Linked DNA regions of Mus musculus: region 2 is linked to region 1. A link is a contact called in public HiChIP or PLAC-seq data. All regions are on one chromosome and are shown on one strand. Each heading gives the region's core, a stretch centred on a gene start, on an enhancer-like site or on the middle of the called end of the contact. The rest is flanking DNA. Distances are from core to core; before and after follow the strand shown.

Region 1 (3,133 bases), core at 251-2,750:
CTCCCTATCTCTGCTCTCAGTTTTTCTGTCTCTCACCAGCAGCCCCAGCCCTGTCCCCATTACATGTCCCCCACCAGTCTCCTCCAACCCGCCTATCCCGGCTCTTCTTTACATTTCTAAACGGGGAAGAAAGCGGGCAGGGCAGGCAGCGGGTGCCCCTGGAGATCTGCTCTCCCTCTCTCCCATCCAACTCTTGCCTCTTGCAACTGGCCCGATTTCATTACCAATTTTAATTTGCCTCTAATTAAATCCTGTGTATTTTTCCGACTCGCTTGCTAACCCACGAGGGAGGCGGGCGGCTGGAGTGGAATCTCACGGAGCGATAATTACAAAGGGCCTAATCACGCCGGGGCTCCTGCCTCGGAATAAATTTGCCCGCATTACGGGGCTCCGATCCTCCGCTTTGCAAATGAGAATGACCCCAATTTCCGAGGGTGGCCTCGCCGGGGCTTTTTTTCCCTCGTTTCGAAGCCTGATTCGTGACGAGAGACTAATTCGTTACGCTGAAACATTAACGGCAATTTAAGGGGTCTGGCGGGGGCTGCGTAAACAAAAGGATGGGCCCACAACACAGGCCCTAGGAGGGGATGGACACAGGAAGGCTGCTGAGGACCATCCACTTGGCAGATGGTAGCTCTGTCCCTAAGAAATGGCAGCTGGCTTGGCACACGCCCACCCCCAAGCCTGGATACCCTAGGTCTAAAGCAGCCGGCATGGTCTATGGATGGGGACCAGAAGGGGTGGGGGTGGGGATCAAGAAACCCAAGTGATGTAGAGAAAGATGACCCGGAGAAGGTGCAAAATAGATGGGAAGAAACCACAGGCTACTCTTTCCCCAGTAGCATGAATGAAGTTGGCTGGCTGAAAAGAACTCTCAAAGTCAGTGTGGATCTCAAGCCAGTACAGTCTGACCGGACAGGGCAGTGTGGCACCCCCCAGGGTGCCACGTAGCAACAAGCCACACTATATCAGGACCAGATTAGGGTTGTGTGTGAGGGATGAAACAGATCAAGGTGAGGCTCTCGGCATGGCCACTGAGAAGCTATGAAAGCTGCCTGAACCAGCTCTACGCTATATTCAACTCTAGGTGATGGGATTGTATCATCTGTAAAGTCTGCCATCTGACCTGGCCTAGACGTTGGAGGCTGGACCAGGTGGCTCCTAAAACACAACGCTAGCTCAAAAAGAGGGCAGGGCTGTGGTTGCCAGGAAGTGACATCACTCATAGCCAATCAGAGTGGCTGCCCCTGCTGCATAGTCTAAGCTTTGGGAGGTTGGCACAGGAAAGGGAAGATGCCATGATAGGCCCTTCTAGTAGTCCTTTGCACATTACTAAGGTAGAAAAGGCTGGACAGCTGCAGATCCCACCCAGTGCTTGGCGGTGCCCTGGCCCGGAGGGCCTCCTCCGTTCCACTGTGGAGAAACCCGTCACACTGCAGGAGGTCTGTTTGGCTGCAGTTTTCTCACAGGCCAGCAGGAGGACCCGAGAGCCAGGGATACAATTAGAGTTCTGAGAGAGTGAGAGAGAGACGCCCTCTCATGTATCTTGACTTCCTGAAAGGGCCAATACTCCACCCCCCACTTCCTCCTCCTCGTCCAACTCCGCCTTAATTTAGATACCACCTTCTCATCTTGCTTCATAGTGCAAGACACACATGGTGCGCATGCACACCCTATATCGACCATAGAACAGTGTCCCAGCCTACATCTCTGGCCCATTTTCCTAGGTCCTTGCATTCCTCTGGTCTCCAAGGAAAATGCTTATAGCTGAAAGTGTTAAGTGACTAATTGAATAGAGACAATTACCTCCCTGCCACTGGTGAGCTGGGTGCTGTATGTATCCATTTGTGTCCCTGGGAGTGGTCTATAGACTTCAGTCTACCCATGTATTGGGGCCAGTATACACCTTTGAACCTCCTCCTAGACTGGATTAGTTATGAAATCTGGAGCCATGGATTTACCCCAGGACCTGCCACTGAGCTGACCGTCAACCCTCCAGAGGCCCTGTCTCAGGGAGTTGGAATTCTTTGTACCATACTAAAGAGAAATAATTTCTTCCCGTTAAAGAGACAGTGCGAGGCTGGCCAAGGTCATTAAAAGGAAGACACTGTGCATGCCTAGCGCACACACAGGGCTGGATTCCACACCTAGCAACTGTCTAACAGGGTGTGGTGATGTTCACTTGAAATCCTGGCACTCAGGGAGGTGGAGGCAGGGCGATCATTAAACCCAGGGTTTTAAGACCATCTGCGACAATACGCAAGTCCCCGATGTACAAAATAGCAAGTTAGGAACACTGGAGTTGCTGCTGAGGGGACCGGGGTGAGGGCTATTGGTGGACCTGGTGGGCTATTTCTGCAGAACTGTTGAGGGGACAAAGTAGTAGGTAGCCTTGGTCTCAGTAGACTGTGGCGGTTTAGAGAAGAAAGTCAGGATGAGGGAGATAGGGCAGGTCTTACCTTCCAGGTGGCCGTGTTTCTTCGGAAGTAGGCGAACATCCTGGTGAACCAGTTATAAATCTCATTTAGCGTCAGCTGCCGATCTGGAGTTTCCAGAATGGCCTGCAGGCAAGGAAAGGGCAAAGAGACCCTCAGACTAGATCTGGGGGCCTCACGGCCCTGTGTTCCACCCTTTTATGTAGCCCCTGACTCATCCTTGAGGACAGGAGACCCAGAGGCGGGTTGGGATTCCCCGCTAGGCTAATGAGCTAAGAGAGCTGAGGGTATTGGGAGCCGGGCCTCCAGAGACTGCGCATGTGCAAAAAAGACATGGGAGCCCTTCACGGTTGGGGGTGAGAAAGGGCTTCATGCGCCCTAGCCTGAGGTAGCACTATTGTTGAGGCGGTTGGGGATTTTCTTTATTTGGGCAAAGTGCGCCCTGAGAGAACGCACGTCTGTAGGAAGTACCACAGAATAGCCACGTGTGTAAGGGCATGTGCTTGTGTTTATGAATAGCAAGTGCGAGCTAGTGTACGTATGCAGAAGTGAGCGTCACCCTGTGCATATGGACAATAAAGATGAATGGGAATGGACCCAGTGAGCTCAGGCAGGATATGCTACAGCCCGCAGGAGGCAGACCGGAGGAGAGGGGCTCAGGAGTGAGGGACCTTATGGTCGGGCATCAGGAGGCCTGG
Region 2 (3,133 bases), core at 318-2,817, 420 kb after region 1:
GGCCCTTAAACTGGGTTCGAGGTCCTTGAGGGCTGCAGGATTCTCCAATAGCAAAATCTTCCACGCCTGTGGTATCTTCTGAGGTTGATGACGTCATCCAACTTACCTTTCCCTGTCATGGGAAGACTTTGTCGTTTCCTAGAAGATCCCAGTGAGGCATCTGGACAGGAACAGAGAGTGTTTCACTTTCCTTTAAACTGAGATGCAGCTCTGACAAGATTCATCCTTAGTGATGCTTAGTGATCCAGCTCCCGGCCTGATCCTGCCTCATCAGAACAGCTTCAGGAATAGTTCAGACGGATTCAGTCAGAACTTCAGTTAAGCCCTGAACTTGCTAAGCACACAGAGACTGGATAACAAATGCTAAAGCTAGCTTTCTTAAGTCTAACCAGTTTTGTCCAATTTTCCTACCCTTTCCTGAGAGAAAGGGCATGGGGGAAAGGAAGAAGTTATGGAGAGTTGTCATCCTGATTCCTTGGGTTTGACTGTCTGGTTATGGCTATTTTATAAATTATAGATAGGTTGTCATTTTAAGGGATAATTTTGAATTGGTCATAAATGTAGACAAAGAGGAAACTCAATAGAGAGCTTAGATTTGGGGAATTCTATCTTTTCTTTCCTCTTCTCTATCCTTTCTTTTTTAGGTAAAGGGAAGGGGGTTGAAAAGAAAAAAGGAGGATTGAGTAATATTATAAGAAATTAGATGTACGGGGATAGATTAGTGAACTTATTTGTAGTGGGTTTGGCCTAATGCTGCCTGTAGTCTTATGTTAATTTGTGTCCCCAAAATTGTTTGCAGTTGGTTCTGATTAGTAAATAAAGATGCCAGCAGCCAATGGCTGGGCAGAGCAGACAGAGGCAAGACTTGAGGATTCCAGGGCTTGGGATAGAAAGGAAGAGGAGGAGATGAGATCTGCCATGCACAGGAGAGGTGGAGGAGAGGAGACATCATGCCTGAGAAGAGAAGGGAGGCATAGCTGCCATAGTGGAGCCAGGAGAGCTTGGTCCAAAGGGCTGCCCAACTGGGTCCAGGGCAGCCAAGGTAGAATATAGAGTTTAGGAAGTGATGACTTGGGATTCTCAGCAGGAGGAGGATTAAGTGCATAGAGTTTAAGAAGTGATCCAGCTACTGTGCTGGTTAAGGCATATTAAAATATAAAGGCTGTGTATGTGTGTGTGTGTATGTGTGTGTGTGTGTGTGTGTGTGTGTGTGTGTGTGTGTGTCTGTGTCTGTGTGTGTGTGTCTGTGTGTGTCTGTGTGTGTGTCTGTGTGTGTCTGTGTGTGTCTCTGTGTGTGTGTGTGTGTGTGTGTGTGTGTGTGTCTTTCATTAGGGAATCCAGAACATTGGGGCAGGTAGTGTGGGACATGCCATCAGGATATACTACAGCCTGACAATGGTACCATGTAATGTTGGCCTGGCTAGAGAGTTGAACTCCTTACCTTGTAGCAATGCTAGAAGTATATGGTCCTTATACTGGGTTCAAGGTCCTTGAGGGCTGTAGGATTCTCCAATAGCAAAATCTTCTACTGTCTGTGGTATCTTCTGAGGTTGATGACATCATCTAGCTTACCTTTCCCTGTCATAGGAAGACTTTGTTGTTTCCTAGAAGATCTCAATGAAGCCTCAGAACAGGCACGCAAAGTGTTTCACTTCCTTTTTTTTTTTAAATTTTTATTGTATGTGTAAAATGTTTTGCCTGGATGTCTGCCTGTGCACCTGTGCACTGTGTGCATATTAGTTGTCTGCAGAAACTAGAAGAGGGCACAAGGAGTTACAGACAATTGTGAGCCACCATGCTGGTGCTGGGAACTGAACGCAGGTCATCTGGACGAGCAACCAGTGCTCTTACCCACTGAGACATCTCTCCAGAAATCCCCCACCTCCTTTTGTTCTAGGCGAGGTCATCTTGGGTCTTTGTGGTTTTCTCTGTTTGAAGCTCTGGTGTAGTTCCTCCAGTGTCTGTCTTTTTCTCTGTCTCTCTGTCTCTCTGTCTTTCTGTCTCTGTGTCTCTGACTCTGTGTGTGTGTTATATGTGTTCATTTGGGTGTGTGCTCATATGAATGCAGGTGCACGTATGTGGGTGAGGGCAGAAGTCAATGTTTCATAAGCTTTTCAGTGGCTATCCACCTTGTTTTGAGACAGGGTCTGTTGCAGAACCTAGAACTCACTGACATGGTTAGGTTGGTTGTACAATGGGCTGCAGGGATCCGCCTGTCTCCACTCATCTCTGCTATGATGGCAACTTCATGACATTACACTCAGCTTTTACATAGGGATACCAACTCAGGTCCTAGTGCTTGGGTGGTAAGCGTGACACTGTCTGAGCCGTCATGTCCTGCCACCCCCAGTGCTTTAGGCAGCACCTACTTGGGGTTTTTGTTGTTGTTGTTGTTTTTTCTTTGTTTTTGCTTTCATCCTTCTTTGCATGAGAGAAGCCTGTCTAGAAATCCAGGAAGTCATCTTGCCAGAAGTCCCTGAAGACATCAGGCTTATACATTTTACTTAGACAGGATCTCCTATATCCCAAGATAGCCTCAGACTTCCCGTGTAGCTGAGGATGAATTTGAATCCAGGCCTGTTGTCCCGAGTGCTGGGGTTACATTGGTTGGTGTTTCACCATGCCCTTTTATGCAGTGCTGTGGATTGAAAGCCAAGGCTTCACACATGGAAGGCAAGCATTCTACAGCTGAGCTATATCTCTAGCTCCCAGAAATATATATATTTTTAATGGGTTGATTTTACAGTATGTGGATTATATCTTATAAAATGATTAAAAGTCTGTGATCTTAGGTTAAGCAAAGATTTCTTTGAAATAGCCAAAAATATGTCATTACAATTATATATAGGCTTTCACTACCACCACCACCACCACCACCACCACCAACAACAACAACAACAACAACAACAACAACAAACACAGACACAAAATGGTCCATCCTATATAATTTTCACTTTCTAAAGGAAAAACTGTAAGAAGAATGTCCACTACATCAGGGTTTGCCAGGGGCTGAGAAACTACAAAGCACTATGGGGAAGTTTGGGGGAAGTGGCAGAATTCAATTACATTAGTAGATACAAAGGCCTCTGGATTGCACATTGAAGAGGACAAATTTTACTTACGTATAAAGTAA

The links. HiChIP or PLAC-seq counts read pairs in DNA pulled down with a chosen protein or histone mark.
Region 2: an H3K27ac HiChIP or PLAC-seq map of large pre-B cells shows a contact between it and region 1, with 3 times the contacts expected there. The contact joins two enhancer-like sites. A contact is called at or near these places in 1 of 39 promoter capture datasets (the C10 cell line) and 1 of 115 datasets of contacts at active chromatin or transcription factors (large pre-B cells).

What each region holds. Positions count from the first base shown.
Region 1 is chr17:47,872,176-47,875,308 of GRCm38.p6, forward strand. Foxp4 (forkhead box P4) reads right to left here. Exons shown (of 17, transcript NM_001110825.1): 13 at 2,460-2,561. Among named protein-coding and RNA genes, the nearest start is that of Gm25201, 33 kb to the left of the region's middle. Within about 2 kb of position 1,501, at least 109 of the 459 cell types and tissues checked have an H3K27ac peak or open chromatin away from gene starts, as enhancers often do.
Region 2 is chr17:48,292,089-48,295,221 of GRCm38.p6, forward strand. No RefSeq gene overlaps it. Among named protein-coding and RNA genes, the nearest start is that of Treml2, 6.4 kb to the right of the region's middle. Within about 2 kb of position 1,568, at least 43 of the 459 cell types and tissues checked have an H3K27ac peak or open chromatin away from gene starts, as enhancers often do.